Linked DNA regions of Arachis hypogaea: region 2 is linked to region 1. The links are chromatin contacts, called in public Hi-C maps. All regions are on one chromosome and are shown on one strand. Each heading gives the region's core, a stretch centred on a gene start, on an enhancer-like site or on the middle of the called end of the contact. The rest is flanking DNA. Distances are from core to core; before and after follow the strand shown.

Evidence for each region. A called contact is a pair of places that touch in the nucleus more often than the background predicts.
Region 2: a contact with region 1 is called in a Hi-C map of leaf, with 1.9 times the contacts expected there. The contact joins the enhancer-like site here to the promoter of LOC112779768 in region 1. A contact is called at or near these places in 2 of 8 Hi-C or Micro-C datasets (both in leaf).

The regions. Positions count from the first base shown.
Region 1 is chr19:21,760,426-21,765,286 of arahy.Tifrunner.gnm2.J5K5, forward strand. It overlaps LOC112779768 (ethylene-responsive transcription factor 13-like), which reads right to left and starts at 2,733. Exons shown (of 1, transcript XM_025824109.3): 1 at 1,376-2,733. The coding sequence starts at 2,666. The coding sequence ends at 1,902.
Region 2 is chr19:21,803,944-21,808,804 of arahy.Tifrunner.gnm2.J5K5, forward strand. No RefSeq gene overlaps it. Among protein-coding and RNA genes, the nearest start is that of LOC112779768, 43 kb to the left of the region's middle. Within about 2 kb of position 2,013, at least 3 of the 3 cell types and tissues checked have open chromatin away from gene starts, as enhancers often do.

The sequences.
Region 1 (4,861 bases), core at 1,483-3,982:
CTTAAAAACTGTGACTATAAACTCTCTTTAGGTCACCTTTTATGGAAAAACCGTGACCATAAACATTTTTAGGTCACCTCCAAAACTGTGACCATAGGTGCCTTTAGGTCACTCTTCAAAATCGTTATCATAGACCCCTTTTAGGTTACCTTTTCGTAAAATCGTGACTATAGACCCTTTTAGGTCACCCTCCAAAACTATGACCGTAGATACCTTTAGGCCATTTCCTAAAACAGTGACCATAGACCCTTTAGGTCACCTACCAAAACTGTGATTATAAATTAATTTAGGTTACCCTTTTTTAAAAAATCGTAACTATAAACTCTTTTAGGTCATTCTCCAAAATTGTGACCATAGACTTCTTTAGGTCACATCTCAAAACCGTGACTATAGACCTTTTTAGGTCACTTTTTTTTTGAAAAACAATGACCATATACCTTTTTAGGTCACCCTCTAAAACCATGACCATATATTCCTTTAAGTTACTCTAAAACCGTAACCATAAATTTTTTTAGGCCACCATTTTTTTAAAAATTGTGACTAGATTTTTTTTGTTATGGTAAAAAACTGTGATCATAGATTCTTTATGGTCACAATTTTTTACCGTGATAAAAAAAAAAACTATAACCATAGGAGTGGCAATGGAGCAGGTAGGGGCGGGTTTTTGCTCTACCGTACCTGACCCCGCCCCGCCTTACAATAACCCGCATAAAACCCGCCCCGCTCCTACCCGCGGGTAGTAAATGGTTGAACTCTAACCCGCCCCGCGAATACCCGCCCCTCCCCTATCCGCCCCAATAATTATTAAAATCTAATAAATAAAATTAAATTTCAAAATTTATATAACAATCATCACATACATAACATAAATTAAAGTAAAATTTTAAATATGATACAATATTATCAATCATTTTACTAATTATTTTATATATTATATATTATATATTAAAATTATATATTATATATATATATACGTAAACCCGGCCCCGCCCCATCCTGCCCAAGAACTTGTCATGCTAAAAATCCGCTCCGGTGCGGGACGAATAATTAGCTGCCCCGAACGGATAGGAAAAGGGTGAATATCCGCGAATTCGAGTAGTGTTGTCTTCCCTATATAACTATAGACCCAAAATATTATAGTACAAGTAAGTATTTTTAACAATAAATTCGACTTTTTGGATAGGAAGTTGGAGTAGTAGCTGAGAGCCAAACAAATCAATGCAATCTCCGTTGAAGAGTTGATAAAACTTAAAGTGTTGGGTTATAATTTGCTTTATTATTTCTATATCTTGAGTCAAATTCTCCGATTGTTCGTGTAATTTTTCTTGATTTTGTATTTTGTTCTCCTAAAATAAATAAATTTGCATTCTAAGGATACAATAAAATGATTTATTGTAGCAAAACCCAAAGCATCATCATGCTAACAACAAAAACAAGAGAAACAATGAGAAATTCATCATCCAAGTTGGGGGAAAAAAGATAAAGAAAAAAATTACATGGTGCAGTGAGATTTAGGTACTTATACTATCGGATAGTGGTATGTATATCTTGTGACACCAATTTTACCATTCATTTTGGTATGATTTCTGTAGAATAATATTATTATCAACCGATTATTTTCCCCAACTATAGATTGAATTCACCCAACTTTACAAACAACACATTTATTATTTCTATTCTCAGCATTCACATCCAGAAGAAGTAATGCAATCATGCAAATATATATGATAATATGATATAATATATTTGGTATAAATTTATGTGTAATTATTTTTTTATAAAGTTAATAGTTAAAAATTATTAGATAATGATTTAATTAAATTTATCAAATTATCTAATAATTCTTAAATATCAACTTTACGTAATATCATTACACATAAATTTTATCAATATATTTTTTATTATTGTTGCCACCAAGATTCACCGACGGAAAATTGCCACATACTTTTATTAGTGGGCTCTAAAGCCGTGGCCGCCACTGCACCCCGACCAACAATTTTGCTCCGCTTCTCTGCATTGTTACAATAATCAAAAGAGTAAGACGGGCATGGCAAGGGTGTCTCCGGTGAGCGCCGTTTCAGTGTAACTCTCGCCGGCTCACCAACTTCGTCCGACCCAATCAAGTGAGGAAAATTCAGCTTGGCTTTTGAGCCACGCATCTTGAACGCGGCTCGATCATAAGCCAAAGCCGCATCCTCAGCCGTCTCATAAGTCCCAAGCCACACTCTCACACCGTTCCTCTTCGGATCTCTTATCTCAGCCGCGTACTTTCCCCACGGCCGCCTCCGAACCCCTCTATACCCTCTACCTCCCTTAGCCAGCGCGTGAACCTCACGCGCTTCCACAATGCCATTGCCCTTGCCCTCATTTTCCAATTTCACCGCCGCGCTACCAACGCCGCCATTCTCTCTGGCGGGGCACCACCCGGTGGTGGCAGCCTCCTGCAATGCACCGTAGATGACCATGTCGTCCGTGTCGTCCTCCTTGAGTGGCAGCTCCGCCCAGTTCTCCGCCAAAAAAATGTTCTTAAAGCTCGGGCTCCGGGGAAGCAATGACGCTCCCACCGCATCAGGAACGCCGTGAAAGGTCGACTTTGCGGTCGTTTCAACGTGATCGTGGACATTCACATTGGTTCCCAAAGCATGCGTGGTCATCATTCCGTACATATCAGATTTGACGTTTGAGTATGCTTTAGTAGTTGTTCAAGTTTTGTTTAATTTTCCTCCTTCATACGTGGATGTTGATTTATATAAAGGAATTAAAGAGAGTGAAACAGAGAAAATAGGTCCTATTTTAGTCCAATTTGGAGCACTTTATTTTTTTTTTCCTTATAGTTCGTTCGGGGAAGATTCTTAAATCTCCATGTGAAGGGTTTGAGTCACGTGTTGAATTGATTTTTTTATTTTAAAACGTAGAAATGTAGCATAAAGTTTGTGGGTTAGTTGGTTCGTCCTTGCTTTTGTTTATTTTAATGATTTCAACGATATCGTTTTAGGTCTCAAATAGAATAGACGAAGACATTACTTTGAAGAGAATGAAGGTCTCCGAATAGGGTCCATGGGCCATAATAAGGCCAACAAAAATATTACATGTATAAAAAAATTTAATTATTATATAAATATATATTATTTAATTTATTTTTTATATATATTTTAAATTTTAATATATATTTTATATAGACTTTGTTAGGTAAACAATAATTTTTGTAAATAATATGAATAATGAGTTTTAAAATTGACCCAATAAAATAAAAACATATTATACTATAAATTATCCACCTAAATTTTAATATTAGGATAATTATCTGTACACCTAATGAATTGAATATCTGATATATTCATTGTTCACATGATTTAATATTTTTATTATTTATTTATATATTTTTATTTTATATTGATAATTATTTTAGTGACCGAGTTTTAGCGTGTAATTAACATCGATATATATATAAAGCTAGTGTTCAAAGAGGCAAATAGTGCGCTTACGTTTATAAGTTTATTTACTCGTGCGAACTTGTTAGTTGAAAGTTAGTAGTTTAATATTATGTTGATTTGTGCCTTGTTAGTTGAAAGTTATTAGTTTAATATTATGTTGATTTGTGCCTTTGTTGACGCTATGAACTTTTATTAGCAATCAGCCAATTACAGTGAAATTCGGTTTTTCTTATGACTTTTTTCTAAACATGTTATCCTTTCTCTTTCTCTTTCACATTCACATCATTTTATTGAATATAATATATATTATTAGAATGTCTTTATTATATTATATTAGTTTCTCTTATTGTTGGGAAAATCTTTGACCAACTTATTAATATTATTGTTCAACATAAAAGGAATCAAATTTATTTCATATTTTAAAAAAAAAACCATTTAAAATAGGACAATTTGATGTAAAATAATAAAATAAAAAATTAATTACTATTTGTTCTTGCGTAGTAAGCCGGGCTTGATGTATAACTCGTCTCATTTAAGGATTGAGTTTGCTTTTGTTTAAAGTAGAAGAGGTATATGTCGCCTTCAAGAAAAATGGCAGCGACGGGCACCTATAAAGGCACTCCAACGCTCAAGTTAGTAAGAGTAAAAGATGAGTATAATGTTACTCAAAGTGAGTAATATACCTTTTACATAGTTGGAGTTTGGTATTTATAAAATATTACCTCTTCAGAGAAGTTGAGATATTTACTGATCTTTCAGTCATCATTTGAGTTTGTTTTTGAGTGGGTTGTTATCAGCGAAATTCTCTTTAACTGAAGATAAGTCATGTTCAATATTGGGTTTGGATTTCGATTTATAAGTATAGTTGGACCGAATTATAACTACCGGATCACAGTTCCCAAACTTAATCTGTGGTATTTTTCAATACGACGGGTTGAACTTGAGTTTTTGTGGTGCTATAAATCGGAATGGTGATAGTAAATATAGTTTGGAATAGTAATTGTAATCATAGTTCGGAATAATAATTGTAATTCGAAATAGTAATAATAATAATAGTAGCCTTAAAGCTCAACTTATTGTATGTTGAAAAATGATAGTCATACTTAAAAATGACTTTAGGTGAATAAAAAAAAATAGAAATGATTAGGAATAATGGTTAAATAATGAGGATAAGCCCCCAAATTTGATTTGATGGCATGGGAATAAAATATTTCTTTGAGAAAGGTGTTAGTATGTAGCGGCTTGTTTTTGACTGATTTCATCATATAGATGCAAATTTGATTGGAGTTATGCCGACATATAAGTGTCAGGTTGTTTGAATTGGATCCGACTTATAATTTCCGGTTTGATTTGGATAAATGGGATGAATGAATTTGACTTCAACTGTGGGTATGAATTGTAGACAAAATTTTATTTTTGAAATTGGA
Region 2 (4,861 bases), core at 763-3,262, 43 kb after region 1:
CATTTGGTCGAGAAAATGAAGAATGTAAGAGAGAGGTGTCAGTGTATTTTTTTTTTAATTTTTGGAGATCTTTTTGGGATTTTTAGTTATTGAACAAATTTGGTATAGTAAAAAGAAAAAAATAAATCATGTAGAAGAATGTATTAATTAATGATTGAAATAAATGAAATATATATTGAGTTCTATTTAAGTGTGTACTGAATTGTGTTAATAAGGGTTTTCTTTAATAGCTAAGCTAAAAGGATTTTGATTTGGATAAAAAGAAAAATTTTTAGGATGTTAATGCATTAGGGAAATAACATTTTAATTTACCTTATTCATATAACAGATATTGATAAAACGGTATAAAAATTAAATATTAAAGACTATTAAAATTTATTAATAGATATTAATTTATTTTAGTTATTAATTTAATTTTTTTAATTTAATTTTTATAATTTAATAATCTAACAATATATTTTATTGTATATTTTGATATATTAATAATTAATTAATAATTAAAAATAATAAATTTTAATGACTCTTTAATATTTTTTATATAATATTTTACCAATACAAAAGAAAAAAGTATAAAATACTTAACAAAATATATTTTTTTAAAGAATAAATTATCATTTGTATCCATGAAAAATAGATGGACTGATAAATATACCTATATAAGAATAAAAAGACAATTATAACTATGGTTTTGTGTGCTAAAAATATTCAGATATTGGTTATACAATTGGTCTGTTAGAATATTTTTGGCACACAGAAATTATCTTTTGTAGTTACAATTGTCGTTTTATTTTTATATGAATACATTTATCGGTATTTATATTTTTTATGGGTATAAATGATATTTTTTTTTTTTCAACAAAATAAAACTAACCTGTATTTCGTGAATAGATCTGATCTCATAACGCCCTGATAGTTTGATTTTGATGTGCATGGATTTTGATTTTCTATGTTATTTCGTCTCACAATAAAATTTTGACGTGACAGACAACAGTGACCCGTGCTAGTGTATCAAAAATCCCACCACAAGTTCCAGTCTATGACATGCAATATTTTAATCAACAAATACAAATACAAATCAACTTAATTATCTATATACAAATAATAATATCTACTAATTGGATAGACTACATGAATCAACAAGATCATTAAACTTTATCACTTATTATGTTTAAAATAAAATTATTTACATGTAAATAAATGAGCTTTTATATATATATATATATATTAAAAATATAATTATTTATATTGTCTTTTTTTATCAATTTAAATTTTTATAAAAAATAATAATTTTTTGACATAATATCAAAATTTTACGTTCGAAATATTTAAAATTTGATTTTTGATGAACTTTAAAGATAAAAAATAGTATAATACAAATAAAAAAACTTATACAAAAATCAAACAAATTTATAAAGAGATTCTAATTTAAAAAAATATTAAAAATATAATTATTCATGCTGTTTTTTTTATTATTTTTAGAAGGCATAATTTCATGGCAGATATATATAATAATATTCATATATATATAAACATTCAAACAAGAAAATTGCACAAAATAATTAAAAGAAAAATGTATAGCAGCACATCTATCTGATAAACTTATCTATCATTGTTCAAATCCAAATTATTAAATTAAACCAGAACAAATAGAGTGTGAATTATATGATACACTATTACGGATCACGATTGGATATCACATGATGGATGAATTAACTCAAAATAAGAGATACGAAGAAGAAGAAGAAGAAGATGAAGAGGCATGAGCAAAGTAAATAAGATGGTGTATATATGTATGTTAAAGATGAGAGAGTATTACTGTGTTATCAAATGAGTGTGGCTTTGATGAATATATATAAAGACATTGGATTTGCCTTTTCGGGGTTGGAGACTTGGAGACACCGACGAAGTGACAAGCCCAATAGAGAAAATGGATCAGCTTGCGAGTTCTTAATTTCTACTCGTTAAACATGCAAAATGTACGTCAACCGTTGGATCATACACATTACACGTGTCATCCATTCAGGGCATCATCGAAAAAAATAGTAATGGGCAAATACTAATCCCTTGAGGAATGCGGGGCTCCCGTGCTCAAACACTTCAAATATTTTATTCCATTTTCTCATCAGTTCACTTAAAAAAAAAAAAGAAACAGCTAATAAAATTAAGTCATAAGAATAATTTTTGTCTTCTTCTTGCACACTAGAGTAGTTTGTAAGAGAGTGGCGTTGGGTCTAGTGGTTCAATGGGAGAATGGATTCACTTAATTCATTTTTTTTAAATGATATTATTAGGTATAATTTTTTAGTCTTATTTAAAAAAGCAATGATAAAAAAATATATTTACAATATCGATGGTGATAAAAAAAATTGAAAGAACAATGACATATTAACATGCAACACTTGCGTAGAATTTAAAATTCAATGAGAACAAAAAGTGGTCACCCTCTTATTTTGTTCTCTCGGTTTTTGCGAAATTGATAGCTACGTCCCTACGGCTGCTACGTTGCTCTAGCTAAGCTGTCAAACGGGTCCGTCCAGCGTTTAAATTTTGGTTTGTTTAGGTTTGTGAGTTAAAAGATTTTTTTTTATTTAAATTAAAAAAAATATTTACCGATTTAAATAAATATATAAGTATTTCTCAAATTATATTTGGAGTCATATCTCGGATACAGTGGAAGAAACCGAAAAATACATGTATCTCAGATGCAGTGATTTTGATTTGTGATACGAGATGCGCTGGTCATATTCCGAGTGCACCCGAGATATGAACAAAAGAGCATCTCGGATACACTGCATCCGAGATATGCTCATATTCTGACATGGGGCACTGCATCCGAGATACGTGCAAGAAAGTAAAACAGGAGAACTGCATCCGAGATATAGTCAAGATCTGATGTTATAAATATATTGTATGTTTTTTTGATGAAAATATTGTAATGTTATAGATGAAAAATGGTCTGATAACAATCGAAGGTAACTAGTTATATAGAAATTATGCTTCATTATACATTAAACACATTTAATAACAATCAGTACATCAAAGTGACAACATTGAAACAAAAAGATCTAAACCCTAAACTGCATGCGTCGTCATGGATTCGAGTGGGGCGCATTGGGACACCCACGTCTGGTGTGGCCCTCTCCGCGGCAGGTCCACGTCTCTTCTCCGCACGCTCAATGACATCCATCTCATTCCAGATCCGAGTGGATACCGGCCTACCCGATGCCTTCCTCCTCATGGCTGGGTTACGTTTCAGGCGTGTACCGTACCATGGAGGCCACATCTTTTCGTCTGGTATCGGCGAAAACTCCCTCTCGTATACCTTGAATACAGAGGCCATCGTGTACGCGGGGTCCATAAAATGACCCCACTCAATACTCGCAGCAGCACATGCCGCCAGAACGTGTCGACATGGGTAATGCAATGACTGCAACAGGCCACAATCGCATGTACGCTCGGAAAGACGAACCCGATATCATGTCTGTGACCAATCATCTATTGGCTCCATCTCTTCCACACTAAAAACGGATGCCCTACGATCACAATGGGTGACTCGTAACATCGACAAACTCTCTCTGTTCTTATCTATAGCTGCCAACAGTCGCTGCGAGTGGATTTGTCCACCCTGTAACTGAGCATGTGCTTCGCGTCCTCTACGCACGAACAACTGTTACAACCACTCATACGTTGCCCGAACAATCGCTGCCACTGGAAGATTCTTCGTTCCCTTAAGCACGACATTTATATACTCCGATAAGTTCGTAGTCATGTGACCATACCGACGACCTTCGTCGCAATGTTGCAACCACAATTCCTTCCTGAAACGAAGAGCCCAATCCACCATCTCACGGGACAACATATCTTGGGTGCTGAGACCCTAATTATAATCTTGACTATATCTCGGATGCAGTGTCCCTGTTTTGCTTCCTTACACGTATCTCGGACGCAGTGCCCCATGTCAGAATATAAACATATCTCGGATGCAGTGTATCCGAGATACTCTCTTGTTCATATCTCGGGTGCATTCGAGATATGACCAGCGAGTCCTGTTACATATAACGGAGTCACTGCATCTGAGATACATTTGATTTTCGGTTTTCACCACTACATTCGAGATATGACTCATATGACTCTAAATGTATTTCAGTAAATACTTATACATTTATTTAAATTAGTAAATATTATATTTTTAATTTAAATAAAAAAATTCTGAATTAAATGGTCATTCCATTTAAGTTTTTTTTTGTTTATAACCATAATTTTTTAATTTAAATTATTTATGATCAATTTAATGAATTATATAGACAATTATTTTATTTTATTTTAAAAAAATATTTTAATAAAAAATCTTAATCAAACAATATTCTTTTAATTGATGGATCAATTTTTCAAATTAAATAAGAAGAAATATTAATAAAAAGTACTAATTTTTTTGAAAAATATAAAAAGAAATTTTAAACGGGATACTCTTTTATCCGTTTAACTAATCATTTTTTAATCGAGTTCAACCTATTTAACTCAAAATTCAAATAGACATTATTTTAGAAGTAAAAATTCACCCATTTTAATGGGTAAATGAGTTGATTTGATAAATCTGGTCTATTTTAGCGTTCTGCCTCTAACTACAATTATCTATTATTACAGATTTTATATTTTTAGAAAAAGAATATTATCTGCACATCAAAAATCAATCATTTATAATCATTATATACTTGCGTATATCTATATTTTTTTATGATCAACAAGACTAAAGCCCAAAAACACTACAAAGAACCTACTCTAGAAAAAGAGGTGCCCATAAAATTAGACACAAAACAAAAAGAAATTCACAAGTTGGTAAACTATAAAAGCAATGACTACC